Linked DNA regions of Mus musculus: all the other regions are linked to region 2. The links are chromatin contacts, called in public promoter capture Hi-C maps. All regions are on one chromosome and are shown on one strand. Each heading gives the region's core, a stretch centred on a gene start, on an enhancer-like site or on the middle of the called end of the contact. The rest is flanking DNA. Distances are from core to core; before and after follow the strand shown.

What was found. Promoter capture Hi-C pulls out the DNA fragments that hold promoters and counts their contacts. Capture Hi-C pulls out chosen DNA fragments and counts their contacts.
Region 1: a contact with region 2 is called in a promoter capture Hi-C map of adipose tissue, with 3 times the contacts expected there. The contact joins the promoter of Pop1 here to the promoter of Pabpc1 in region 2. A contact is called at or near these places in 4 of 39 promoter capture datasets (the 3T3-L1 cell line, 3T3-L1-derived adipocytes, hippocampal neurons and 1 more), 1 of 484 Hi-C or Micro-C datasets (cortical neurons), 3 of 115 datasets of contacts at active chromatin or transcription factors (astrocytes, extraembryonic endoderm stem cells and neural progenitor cells) and 1 of 9 other capture datasets (adipose tissue).
Region 3: a promoter capture Hi-C map of pre-B cells shows a contact between it and region 2, with 6 times the contacts expected there. The contact joins the promoter of Dcaf13 here to the promoter of Pabpc1 in region 2. A contact is called at or near these places in 1 of 39 promoter capture datasets (pre-B cells) and 2 of 9 other capture datasets (adipose tissue and liver).
Region 4: a contact with region 2 is called in a promoter capture Hi-C map of pre-B cells. The contact joins the promoter of Atp6v1c1 here to the promoter of Pabpc1 in region 2.

What each region holds. Positions count from the first base shown.
Region 1 is chr15:34,493,524-34,496,716 of GRCm38.p6, reverse strand. It overlaps Pop1 (processing of precursor 1, ribonuclease P/MRP family, (S. cerevisiae)), which reads right to left and starts at 1,406. Exons shown (of 16, transcript NM_026340.3): 1 at 1,302-1,406. Rida (reactive intermediate imine deaminase A homolog) reads left to right here and starts at 1,471. Exons shown (of 6, transcript NM_008287.3): 1 at 1,471-1,664. The coding sequence starts at 1,600.
Region 2 is chr15:36,607,508-36,610,582 of GRCm38.p6, reverse strand. Pabpc1 (poly(A) binding protein, cytoplasmic 1) reads left to right here and starts at 1,610. Exons shown (of 15, transcript NM_008774.3): 1 at 1,610-2,269. The coding sequence starts at 2,077.
Region 3 is chr15:39,111,467-39,114,578 of GRCm38.p6, reverse strand. Dcaf13 (DDB1 and CUL4 associated factor 13) reads right to left here and starts at 1,705. Exons shown (of 11, transcript NM_198606.2): 1 at 1,528-1,705. The coding sequence starts at 1,597. It overlaps Slc25a32 (solute carrier family 25, member 32), which reads left to right and starts at 1,863. Exons shown (of 7, transcript NM_172402.3): 1 at 1,863-2,231. The coding sequence starts at 2,078.
Region 4 is chr15:38,660,420-38,663,486 of GRCm38.p6, reverse strand. It overlaps Atp6v1c1 (ATPase, H+ transporting, lysosomal V1 subunit C1), which reads right to left and starts at 1,583. Exons shown (of 13, transcript NM_025494.3): 1 at 1,404-1,583.

The DNA of each region.
Region 1 (3,193 bases), core at 157-2,656, 2.1 Mb after region 2:
GTTATACAGGCTGGTGAGATGGCTCAGAGGCTAAGAGCACTGGCTGCTCTTCCAGAGGTCATGAGTTCAATTCCCAGCAACCACGTGGTGGCTCACAAAACATCTATAGGGGGATCTGATATCCTCTTCAGGCAGGCAGATATATATGCAGCAGAGCACTCGTACATTAAATAAAGAAAAAGAAAAAAAAGGAAACAATGATATAAAAACAGGCCTAAATTTCTCTTTAAATTGTTCTCATGCCGCACGTCTTTGGATTGTGCTGGGCTGCATTGTTTGATTTAAAAAACTAGTTTGAAATTGAGTTGCTGGGTTAAATTTTATATTTTTTAAATCATTAATTTGGATTTGGGATTGAGATAGACTTTTCCAACAACTGGCCCTAATTATAGTTCCGACTGTACTACATATTTAGGCAAAATAGCATCTCATCACTGACTATTATAAAAATCAAACAACAAATCAGCTCTAAAAAAAAAAAAAAAAAGCCGGGCGTGGGGGCCCACGCTTTTAATCCCAGCACTCGGGAGGCAGAGGCAGGTAGATTTCTGAGTTCGAGGCCAGCCTGGTCTACAAAGTGATTTCCAGGACAGCCAGGGCTATCCAGAGAAACCCTCTCAAAAAACAAACAAACAAAAACAAAACAAACAAACAAACAAACAAAACCACTTTAGATGCTTTATGTCTTGCAGTATCAAATACTCTACCAAAACTCGTATTTATGAAAAAATAAACATACACACATCTATTTAGAGAGTAAAAATTAGTTTTTATCTTTCTCAAAAGGCAAAATTATACCAGCTACACTAAAGAATTGTTTTAAATATACTTCCTTATGATATATTATCAGTTACTAATTAGTACATCTTCTTATCTACCCAGGTTCGTTAGTGAGAAAGCTGAAGTCGTGAGCTAGGAGAAGATGACTCGCCTCCGGAAAGCAGACCCCGGTCTGCTCAAATCTTGAGGCGATCATGCATAGAAAGGAAGCACGGGATGGCGAAAGGCAGACAACCCACACCTCTGCTTGGTTCCCCGGAATGACCCATCCCTGTCCTTTACGGTACCCAGAAAGGGATACAAGCGCATTCCCAGAGGGGATTCCGCCTGGCAGGGCAACGATAAGCATAAAAACGAGCACAGGAGCCTGAGGCTCTGGACTGCAAGAGGGCCCGCCCGGGCAGCATGGACCTCCCCAAGTGAAAAGCGCCGCAAGCCGAAGCCGCCACTGTGGGCAAGCCCCCACGCGAGGCCCCCGCGAGCTGGCGGCCCCGGCTAAGCATTAGTGCCTCACCACCAACCTGCCAAAAGTTCCGAGGGCTTCGCCGGTAAGAATGACAAGGTTCTGAGATCCCTAGAAGCTCCCACCACAGAGGGTGAGCGAGCGGGCTGAGGGCGCGTGCGCAGCACGGCTTCTTCCTCCACGTGTCCCGGAGTCGCTTGTAAACTACAATTCCCATCGGGCCGTGCGAATTCGCACGGGGCTGTCCCTGAACTAAAACTCTTTTGCCTAGGGCTGTCTGGTCAGTGGACAAGAGTGGGTGTAGTTACTTACCATCGTTTCTTCTTCTGGAGGGTCTTCAAGAGGGAAGGATTAGCATGTCGTCCATAATCAGAAAGGTGATCAGCACCACAAAAGCCCCGGCGGCCATTGGTCCCTACAGGTAATGTTTTTTACTGTAGCTCTGAAGGACCAGGTAGGTGCAGTGTTGCAAGTTTGGAGCTTTGGCCCCTGCTGGTCCGAGCAAAAGAGAGTCTTAGAACGCGCGAAGAAACTAAGTTCAGAAAGAGTACAGTGTATCCAAATCCCTCAGAGAATGGGGGAGCCCTGGTGCTACCAGAAACTTGCACTCCTAAGATCTTGCCCCCATCTGGAGCTGCCGGGGCCCCGAAGGCGAGCTTGCTACATGCTTTCTCTGGTTAGAAGTGGCATCACCCCAACCCCCTTGCCTTTCGTCTTGGTGGCTTCTAGTTTTGGTTTTTGTAACAATTTTATTAAGATAGAATAAACAACCCATAGAATTCTCATTCTGTTAGTGGGTTCAATTCAGTGGCTTTTACTATGCCCAAAAGTTGTGTAGCCATCATCACTTTCTATTCTCAAAACATTTACATCCAACCTAAAATAAGGTTTATACCATTAGCATTTATTCCACATGGCATCTTTCCCCAGCTCCTTACAACCACCCATTTATTTCCTCTCCATCACTATAGGGTTTATCTGTTAAAGACGTTTGCTATAAAAAGTATAATACACTGTTTGGTCCTCTGTGACAGGCTTCTTTTACTAGCATGAAGTTTGATCTAACCCTTTCTTAATTTACAAGATATGCTTGTCTCATTTGGACAGTACTCAGCAAATACCTGTATGTCTATCCTAGTCTCTGGCTTCTATAACGTGTAGGAATGCAATGATGCTTATGAATGGTTTATCCATGCCTATTTACCACTAATATCAAATGCAAGTAACACCAAAGGTGATCTTCTGAGATTATCCTATATACTAGAGCTAACCATATATGTACTGGAAAAATAAAAACTACCCTTTGGCATTTATCTCTGCTTACCAGAAGTGCTTTTAAATAGAAATGGTACTTTCTTTTCACTTCCTTCTGTGGGTGCTATGAAGGACAGACTAACTTTGTAGCTCAGACTAACCTAGAACCTGCTGTTCTCCTGTTTGAGCATTCCTAGTGCTGACGTGAAGACCAGCACACTTAACTTAAAACCTTGTTCCTCAAAATACCTCAGCTTTAAAAATCACTGTATTGTATCTTATATAACTTTCTCCTCTCTAACTTCTAAGTCTTCACTAAAACGTATCTAGAGCCAATTCCTTTTGAAAAAGTCATTTCTGACACAGTGTCTCTTTGCTGTCAATCAAAACTGAAGATTTTCTTCGGCTGCAACATTAGTACTGTAGAAGATGTGTAGTGCATGCCAAGTATTTAGCTGATTCAAAAATGTGTAAGAAGTAATCCGACATAGGCCTTCACCTATAAAAGGAAAAGAAGCAGTAATGTAGCAAATGTTACATGACAGGCACTATGACAACTAACTACCTTTAAGTTGTCTCTCCATTTTACAAAAGGACAGCTCAAGGTCAATCTTTTCAAGGAAATACAGTGTGCAAGTGACATCTTGGCTTGAACTCAAACCCTAGCTCCCTTAATATCAAGAGAAATAACAGTCC
Region 2 (3,075 bases), core at 361-2,860:
ATCCTAGCAATTGGGAGGCAGAGGCAGGCGGATTTCTGAGTTCGGGCCAGCTTGGTCTACAGAGTGAGTTCCAGGACAGCCAGAGCTCCAGAGAAATCTTGTCCCGAAAAAACAAAAAAACAAACAAACAAACAAACAAAGAACAGCCTTAAATGATACTCATGTGTTAAGCATACAACATATTTTTCAAAACTGTTATCTTCCATCAATATGGGTGGGGAGGTGAAGATGGGGGAGAGGGGACAGCATCTGTGTAAGAGTCTCCGGACTTAAATTCTAACTGAGAAGAGTTATAACTAATTTACACTAGGCAATAGGCTAGGCTAACGATCATTGAAGAGCTGAGCAGTCATTTAACTTCTGACACCATTAACGGTAAAAATAGTACTATTTGCTTCACTTCCCACACATCATTGTCAAAGGATGTTTATAGAGGACTTCAAAAACTGTAAAACCTACTAAAGTGGAGTTTTTGGGTTGATGTAATGTCATTTCTACGAGTTGATATATTTGTGCCTATCAATCATTTATATTAATCCCCAAACCCTGGCATCCAAGAGCTAGATTAGGGTGGCCCTGACCTCAGAGATCTGCAAACCCCTCCTGCCTTTCCAAAGCTGGGTTAAAGGCGTGGGCACCACGCCTGGTGAAGTGGGTTAAAAGCGTGGCCAACCACGCCTAGTTAAGCAGGCTATCCAGGTTTGTTTGGGTAAGAGTGACAGATACCGAGTAATTATGAGAAACGCATACTTTAAAGGAAAAAAAATTTTTTTTTCGAGTCCTTTTTACCACTGTAAAAAATGTAGGAAGTGGCTAAGTGATTCCAACAGAACATCTTAAGCGCCAGACTCCCAACTGCCTTTATCCCATCCCCTCCCCTCCCCCTCGTCGGGGCCGCGGACCCGTGCTGGGTCACGCCCGGGACGGTTGGGGTCCGGTTGAGGTCAGCCAGCCCGCGGCCGTTGAGAACTCCAGCTCCCGGCAGGCACCGCTTCCGCGGCCCACGCGCGTGGCGGCGCTGCCCGCTGGGACTCGTAGTGCGGTCCGGGTAGGAGAACGAGGCAGTTACCCTGCCTCCTTCCGCGCACACCTAGGAAACCCGGCCGGCAAGGCTCACGCCCGCCCACCCGTTTCCAGCGCCGCTCGGGGGTGGGGGGCTAGCGAAGCAGAACCTCAGCCGGGGCGGAGGGAAGAGGCCGCCACTAGACGCGCACGTGGGGGGCGGTTGGCGCCCAGAAACCCGGAAGCCCCGCGCGCTGCCCACCCGCTGCGCTGACGGGTTAACGCTCTTTCGGGCGGGGGCGGGGCGTGTGCGCAAGGGGCGTGACCAGCGGCCGCGCCGAGGCCGCCCACTGGCCGTCCCGCCCTTTCCTGGCTTTGCGCAGCGGGAAGTCGGCCCCTGGCTGTGGCGCCTGCGCAGAAGCCCCGCCCCGCCTCGGGCCCAACCCCCACGCCCGCAGCAGCGGCAGCCGCCGCCACCTCTCCCTTCCTCTGCGCTTTCCTCCGCCTCCTCCGGCGCCGTCGCTCGCGTAGGGCCCTGGCGTCAGACGCGCGTGGGCGGGGCGAGTGCGGCGGGGGGTATAAGTAGAGGGTGCAGGAGGCGGTGCTTCCCCTTCTCCCCGGCGGTTAGTGCTGAGAGTGCGGAGTGTGTGCTCCGGGCTCGGAACACACATTTATTATTAAAAAATCCAAAAAAAATCTAAAAAATCCTTTGAAAAAACCCAAAAAAAATTTACAAAAAAATCCGCGTCTCCCCCGCCGGAGACTTTTATTTTTTTTCTTCCTCTTTTATAAAATAACCCGGTGAAGCAGCCGAGACCGACCCGCCCGCCCGCGGCCCCGCAGCTCCAAGCAGGAACCCAGAGACCGAGGCCTTCCTGCCGCCCGGACCCAGCACCGCCAGCCTCGCTCCCCCGGTTCCACGGCCGTTGAGTACGCGTCGATTCCGGTTGAATTTTGTCCCTCTGCGCTCGCCCCCGCTCCCCTCCCCCCGGCTCCGTCCCCCGGCCCCGCACTCGCTCTCCTCCTCTCACGGGAAAGGTCGCGGCCTGCGGCCCCGCGGGCAGCCGTGCCGAGATGAACCCCAGCGCCCCCAGCTACCCCATGGCCTCTCTGTACGTGGGGGACCTGCACCCCGACGTGACCGAGGCGATGCTCTACGAGAAGTTCAGCCCGGCCGGGCCCATCCTCTCCATCCGGGTCTGCAGGGACATGATCACCCGCCGCTCCTTGGGCTACGCGTACGTGAACTTCCAGCAGCCGGCGGACGGTGAGCGGCAGGCCGGAGGGTGGCGGGCGGGCGGCCATGCGGCCGGGGCGGCGGGCCTAGCGGGGCGGGCGAGGGGGCGGGAGGGCACGGCGCCGCAGCCCCTCGCGGGCCGGCACTTCCTCCTCTGCGACCATTTTCTCGCCATCGGTCGCTCTCAAACTTTAGGGCGATGACGCGCCCGGAGGGTGGTTGAGATAGCCTTCACCGCGCTCCCGCCACAAGCTGTGGGATTCGGGGGTTTCGAGTACCCTCCTGGAGCGGCGGGTGGAGGTACCCCTCCATCCCCTGCCCTGGCCCGGCAGTCAGGCCGGGGAGGAAGTACGATTCAGTGTTGGGAAATACCACGTGTTGAACCCTGTAACCTCACAGGCCCGAGGCCTGTTCCTGCCGGTGGCTCAATCGCTGGGAGGAGCCCTAGGCTTTAGAAGAAAGTTAAATAGGGTGATGCCTGGTGGTGGTGGTCCTTAGGGTCGTAAGCTCGTTCCTAATAGCACATCTCTGACCTGTGGACCAGGAAAGGCACCTTATACCATATATAATTGCTTGGGGTTTTCCCTAGATGAAGTATTCTTTAACCATGCCGTGGAGGAGGGGATGTGGAAGACTCTAGGGCACCAGACTCCTTGGCTCATTTTCAAACAAATTAGATCTTAAGTTTAATAGAAGTCGTTATTTAATGTATACATATGTATATTTTTTCTAAAATAGCACCTGTGGTTATGAATTTTAAACATGTTGACCAGTTTTGGTCCTAAATATTAGGGTAACCTGGATCAAATTATGCTGAGTTAATAGCATCCAACTAA
Region 3 (3,112 bases), core at 456-2,955, 2.5 Mb before region 2:
TTATTTTCTGTTTTGCTATTATATTTCTATTATAAAAATAAAAATAGCCGGGTGGTGGTGGCGGCGCACGCCTTTAGTCCCAGCACTTGGGAGGCGGAGGCAGGTGGATTTCTGAGTTCCGAGGCCAGCTTGGTCTACAAAGTGAGTTCCAGGACAGCCAGGGCTATACAGAGAAACCCTGTCTCGAGAAAAACGAAAAAACAAAAACAAAACAACACAAATAAATAAATAAATAAAAATAGGGAGATACTGTTGAAAAAAGATGTTACTATAAAGTAGAGTTGTATCTCCTAGCATAAGATTCTGTGTCCCAGCTGTCACCCATTCATTCATTCATTCCGATACTTACAAAGTAGCTATTTATGTGAGTTATTGTCTAAACACTGCATATAGGAATAGGATTCTTTCCTCTCTTTTCAAGCTGATAGGAAAGCCTGCTAATCAGCATGAACCATGAGATAATGTGATAAGCACTGACAAATCCAAACAATGTGTACTGAAAACACAGAAGAGGACACTGATGCGCAGGATGGAGGGCACTTGTAGGGATAAGTATGTAAAGATACGTACATAAGTATAGCTCCAAGACAAAGCCTGAAATGCACCCACATTGGCAAGGGTAACGTAAGCCACTGTCTTAGTTAGGGTTTTACTGCTGTGAGCAGACACCACGACCAAGGCAACTCTTATAAGGACAACATTTAGTTGGGGCTGGCTTACAGGTTCAGAGGTTCAGTCCATTATCATCAAGGTGAGAACATGGTAAAATCTAGGCAGGCATGGTGCAGGAGGAGCTGAGAGTTGTTCTACAGCTTCATCTGAAGGCTGCTAGGAGAATACTTTCTGCTAGGCAGCTAGGACTAGGGTATTAAAGCTCTCACCCACAGTGACACACCTACTCCAACAAGGCCACTCCCTGGGCCAAGCACTATAAACCATGACAGCTCCATCCAGCAATGCACTGTTTGGTGAAAGTGGAAGAAAAAAAAAAGTAATGAGGTTCAAAGATTCAAAATAATTAACGTCAAACTCTGGGGACAAATCTACTTTTCATTTAAGAAATATTACCAAAAAAAAAAAAAAGAAAAGAAATTATTACCATGTAAAACACCTTGGGAGCTGGGGGGGGGGGCCATATACCACACGTTAGCAATGCTAGGGGGAGGAGAGAGAACCTTTAGTAACGCAGACAGGGTTTCTCTCTGTAGCCCCGGCTGTCCTGGAACTCACTCTGTAGACCAGGCTGGCCTTGAACTCAGAAATCCGCCTGCCTCTGCCTCCCAAGTGCTGGGATTAAAGGCGTGTATACGTAACTACTTCCCACTAGAGGAAAATTCTCACAAAGGACGTAGAGGTATGTGCCATCTGCAGTTCTGATCCTCACCAGCCCCGTGTGGACGCAGCCGCCTAGGCGGAGAGGGAAACCGAGACCAGAGCGCTGGCCTCCCGCCCCTTTTACTGCTCGAAAGCTGGCCAGACCCAAAGAATCCGGGAGGAGGCCCCTTCCTCTGTTCCAGTTCCTCTCACCTCTTTGTATGTCCAGCTTGGTTTCGCGGACATAGTTGTCAGGGTTTCGGCTCAGCATTTTCACCTTCATCTTGGCGGCTCTGGGTGTCGGACTCCACGAGCCTTTAAACCGGGCTCGACTTACCGGGGCCAGCACGCAGACACACTACTTCCGCCTTCCGCGGGCTTCCTGTCACGTGGCTCCGCAGAGTGGCAGCCGGATGGCTCAGCTGGACCTCGCGGCGTTCCGTAGTCTCTCCGGCTAGGAGCTGGAGGGGGCGGTCCTTCAGCTGTCGCTCGCGTCTTGACCCGAGGGCGAGCGCGCGCAGCTGTGGGCGGGGCCAGGCCTGCTGGGCGGGGCTAAGCAAGCTCCGCTCTGAGGTTTCTCCTACTCCCCGCTTTGCCGCGGGTGTGACTTGCCTGCAGCAGCGTCCCGGGCTCCGGTCCCGGAAGTGGGCTCGCGTCCTGCGGTTCCAGGCCCCGGGCCGCGACAGTCGCCACGGTGGCGGCCACTACATCACGCCCCACGTCGGCGGCGCTGGACGCCGTAGTGTCGACGAACCCGGAGCCCATGACAGGCCAGGGCCAGTCGGCTGCCGGGTCGGCGGCGTGGAGCGCGGTGTTCCGCCACGTCCGGTACGAGAACCTGGTGGCTGGCGTGAGTGGCGGGGTCTTGTCCAACCTGGCGCTGCACCCGCTCGACCTCGTGAAGATCCGCTTCGCTGGTAAGAGCCTGCCCACGTCCCGGGCGGCTTCCCTTGCTGCCAGCCCCAGCGAAGCACTTACACGCAGAAGAGACATTAGTCTCCCCAGACTCTACTACAAGGGGGAGAGCCCCTAAGATGATGCTGTGCACCCTGCGTTACCTGGAGCTAGGATTTAGGAAGGGGACCCCGGCTTTCCCTGTGTCTCCTAACCATAAAGGATAGGGAAAGTGGGTGAAGTTTGAGAGAAAGGAGGTTGTCACATTTGACCCTCATGTTCACGAGTCATTCACTCTTTGGGGTAATTTGAAGTCTTAGGGCAGCCACGTGTTTGGCTGTATAAAGTCAGACGAAAGTACAAGTGTGTGAGCCGGTGCTTTGTCACCTTCGGAGAGTAAGGTCATAGTTTGGGATTAAAATATTCACTAAAGTTTCTTTAGTTTGCAGTATTTAAAAATATGCATTGTCTGGTGAAGGAAGGAGGAGCTTCTACACTCTAAATAACTGTATTAAAGTGTGAATTAAGTATATGGAAATTAGCACGGCATTTTAGGAATTAATACCAAGTTGCATTACATAGGTGAGCCTTGGTAACTATTTAGAAACCATTTCTGTTATTTCATTTATTACAAACTAAATTTTTCCAGAAAATCAAATCTTTAGAGATGGATTTAGTAGAGCATTCTAATTTTATTCGATTTACTTGATGTATGTGTCTTAATGTTGAACAGTGGAGTCGAACTAAGAAGTACCAACAGTTTCTTATCGTTAGGAAACTTAAAAATGTAATTACCCTAAGATATATAAAAGGATTCTACACAACATGAAATCAGTTGCTAAGTAGAATAAATTCAAATACAAAATAAGAGCACAAATAGGCTATATAAAAAGACTATATAAGG
Region 4 (3,067 bases), core at 334-2,833, 2.1 Mb before region 2:
CAAAAGTCATATTCCTGGGAAACATCTCTGTACTGCTCCATTACTCCTTCGGAGTAGATTTTACACACACACACACACACACACATTTATGTATATGTGTGTATATATATGTATATATGTAGATGTATATATATATGTGTGTGTGTGTGTATACATATATATATAGAGAGAGAGAGAGAGAGAGAGAGGGAGAGAGAGAGAGAGACAAGTGGTCTCACTATTTATTTAGCTTTGGTTGGCTCTGCCTCCTAAGTGCTAGGACTAAAGGTTAGTGCTCTATCACACGCCAAATGCACGACTATTAAAACCTATCTCCTCTGAATCTGTCTGGAAGCTCTGACAGCAGAGTCCCTGTCTGCTTCCTAAACCTTAGCACTCCCATAGTATCAGCCATAGAGCATGCAGTATATGAACAAGTATCACCAGACTTCAAAACTATTTCCCACTTTTCCACAATGCAGCCTACTACAAAAGCCTGGCCTTTGGCACCCCTAAATCATGTCTTCTTCTCTCATCAGGCCCTCAAATAACGAGGCTTTCACTGAGTAAAAAGTTCTCCTCTGTTGCCTCCAATCCCACCGACTTGCCAAGACCCAAACTCAAGTTTTCTTTCCTCCAGGATACTTTTCTCCTCCTTCTGTTTTTACCAGTTCTATACAACCTCATCTTTCCCCTGTGACTTATCTTCCCACCATCAATGTGAACTTTTAGGGCTGGGCTATTCACACCCGACCATTTCATTCCCGGGGCACCACTAAGTACAGAGTAGACAATTTTCCCCCTGATAACATTTTTCCTCTGAAAAGAACACAAGCTTCCCTCTTATGCCTCATAGGTGATTCAATCTGCCTTATAAGAGACTCTGTCCACCAGTTCCTTTTCGGGGATGTTGTTTAACCTCCCCCAACCCCAATCTAGTGAAATGTTTTTAAGCTGCCTGTATTCCTGTTTCATCCACTGCCTACAATGACCCCCGTGTCCTCTGTGACCGCCCCCTGCCTGCAGTGGGCACCCCTTCCGCCCTGAAAACTGTAATCCCTTCTATTCACATACAGGCGTAAACACCCAGTGGAGACTGCACACACACGCCGGTGAACCCTGAGCCTCACCTGAGGCATTCTGTCACTGTCCACCTTCTCACAAGTGACCAGGACTCGCTGGGATTCCCACCCAAGAAGGACCCGAATGTACAACACTTCTCCCTTCTGCCACTGAGTTCCCCGTCTGGGCCCCTTCCCCCTCCTTCTTCTTCCAAAGACACCAACCCTAGGCCCTGAGATGCGGAGAGCCCGCACCCAGGCCGGTTGCAGGTCCGACGCCACAGTCTAGGCCCCCGCGCCGCCCCCATCCTTCCCCGGCGGCCACTGCAGCGTCAGCTCCCCGCAGGGCTATCGCTCACTGACCCGAGGTGTCTCAGGAGGCGGCGGCGGCGACAGGTGCGGAGGCAGGAAGCCTGGTAGACGTTAACCGCTCAGCGCTCCATCCCTCCCGGACCTAAGCTCCGGCCTTTCGGCTTCCTCGACCCCTGCGCCCAGAGCAAGTCACGTGCCAGCCGGAGCAGTCAGCTGACCGCGGCGCACGCCGCTCCGCCTACGCGCGCGCACCACTGCGCGCAATCACGATGCGGCCAGGCCTCCGGAGAAGGCGGGGCTGAGAGAGCGCGCAGAGCGGGCTTCCGGGTGGGCGGAGCTTGCCGCTCCTCCAGATGCACCTGCGGTGGTTGGCCAGCCACCAGAAAATTCCCGCCCACCCTAAAATTACCCACAGGTTTCAGCCATTCAGACTCCCCCAAGCTCCTGCACTGACTTCTGCACTGCAAGTTTTGACAGTCCAGGTTTCGGGGAAATTTTTTCTAATAATCCACTTCAGTAGTTTCATATTTTTCATCCAATCTGGTATCACTTCGTTCCATAAAGTGATAAAGTGTTCAGGTTTAGTTACTCAGCACCAAACATTGTTAATTAGTTTTTTAGAATTAGCTAGTGGAGTGACCCCCTTGCCAGGAACTCCAAACTGTCTGGTTTAGGGGTACCAAAATGGATACAGGAAGTCAAGAAAGGTTTATGGACAGGGAAAAACCATCAGCCTTGGGTTCCAGAAAAATAGATATCAACCTACTCTCACAAACCGTGCACATCTCATTGGTTGAGAAGTTAGGTGGTGCATATCTCAGCATTTTAGGTTGCATAGAGGATTGGGGACTTGTCTATTTTAATCGTTTTTAGATTTACAGCTTAGCAAAGTGAAGCTCCAGAGGTTATGGTTCTGTTTGCACAATGTGTGGGCACTCCTGGCTGTTCTTACTAGCAAGCGGAATAATAGATTTCCATTGTCAACCTGACTGGCTTTAGAATTGCTAGGAGACAAACCTCTTGGAGGGAGTTTCCAGCCAGGTTTAATGTAGGACATTCACCTCGAATATGGGCAGCAGCATCTTGAATGATAGGAACCAACACAGAATGTTTTTTTTTTTTTTTTCGAGGCTTAGAGAGATGGCTCTGAGGTTAAGAACACATACTGCTCTCACAGAGGATCTGAATTCCTTACTGGCACCCACCTGGAGTGCCTTGTGACTCCAGCTACCTCCAGGAGATCCGATTGGCTTCATCTGGCCTCCTGCAGAACCTGTAATCATATGCACTCCCAGGAAGACAAAACACTCATACACATAAATACAAATAAAATTAATCTTTTAAAAATGATAAATAGGATTAGAGAGAGAAGGTTCAACAGGTAATGGGGCACTAACCACCAAGACTGATGGCCTGAATTGTATCCCCAGAACCACAAAGTGTATTCTGCAAGATAGCCTCCCATCTCCACATGCAAGCTGTAGTACCCACAAATAAATAAATGTAATAAAATTGTCAAATAAATAATCTTTTTTTAAAGGAGAAAGCTAAGCATCAACATTCATTGCTCTCTGCTTCCTGACTACCAATACAATGTAACCAGGGCTCTCAGACTCCTGCCTTCAGAGCTACAATTACTCTCACCACCTTGCTGAACTGTGAGCCAAAAGAAACCCTTCTGTATTCATTGCTTTCCTATTGCTGTGATAAAACAC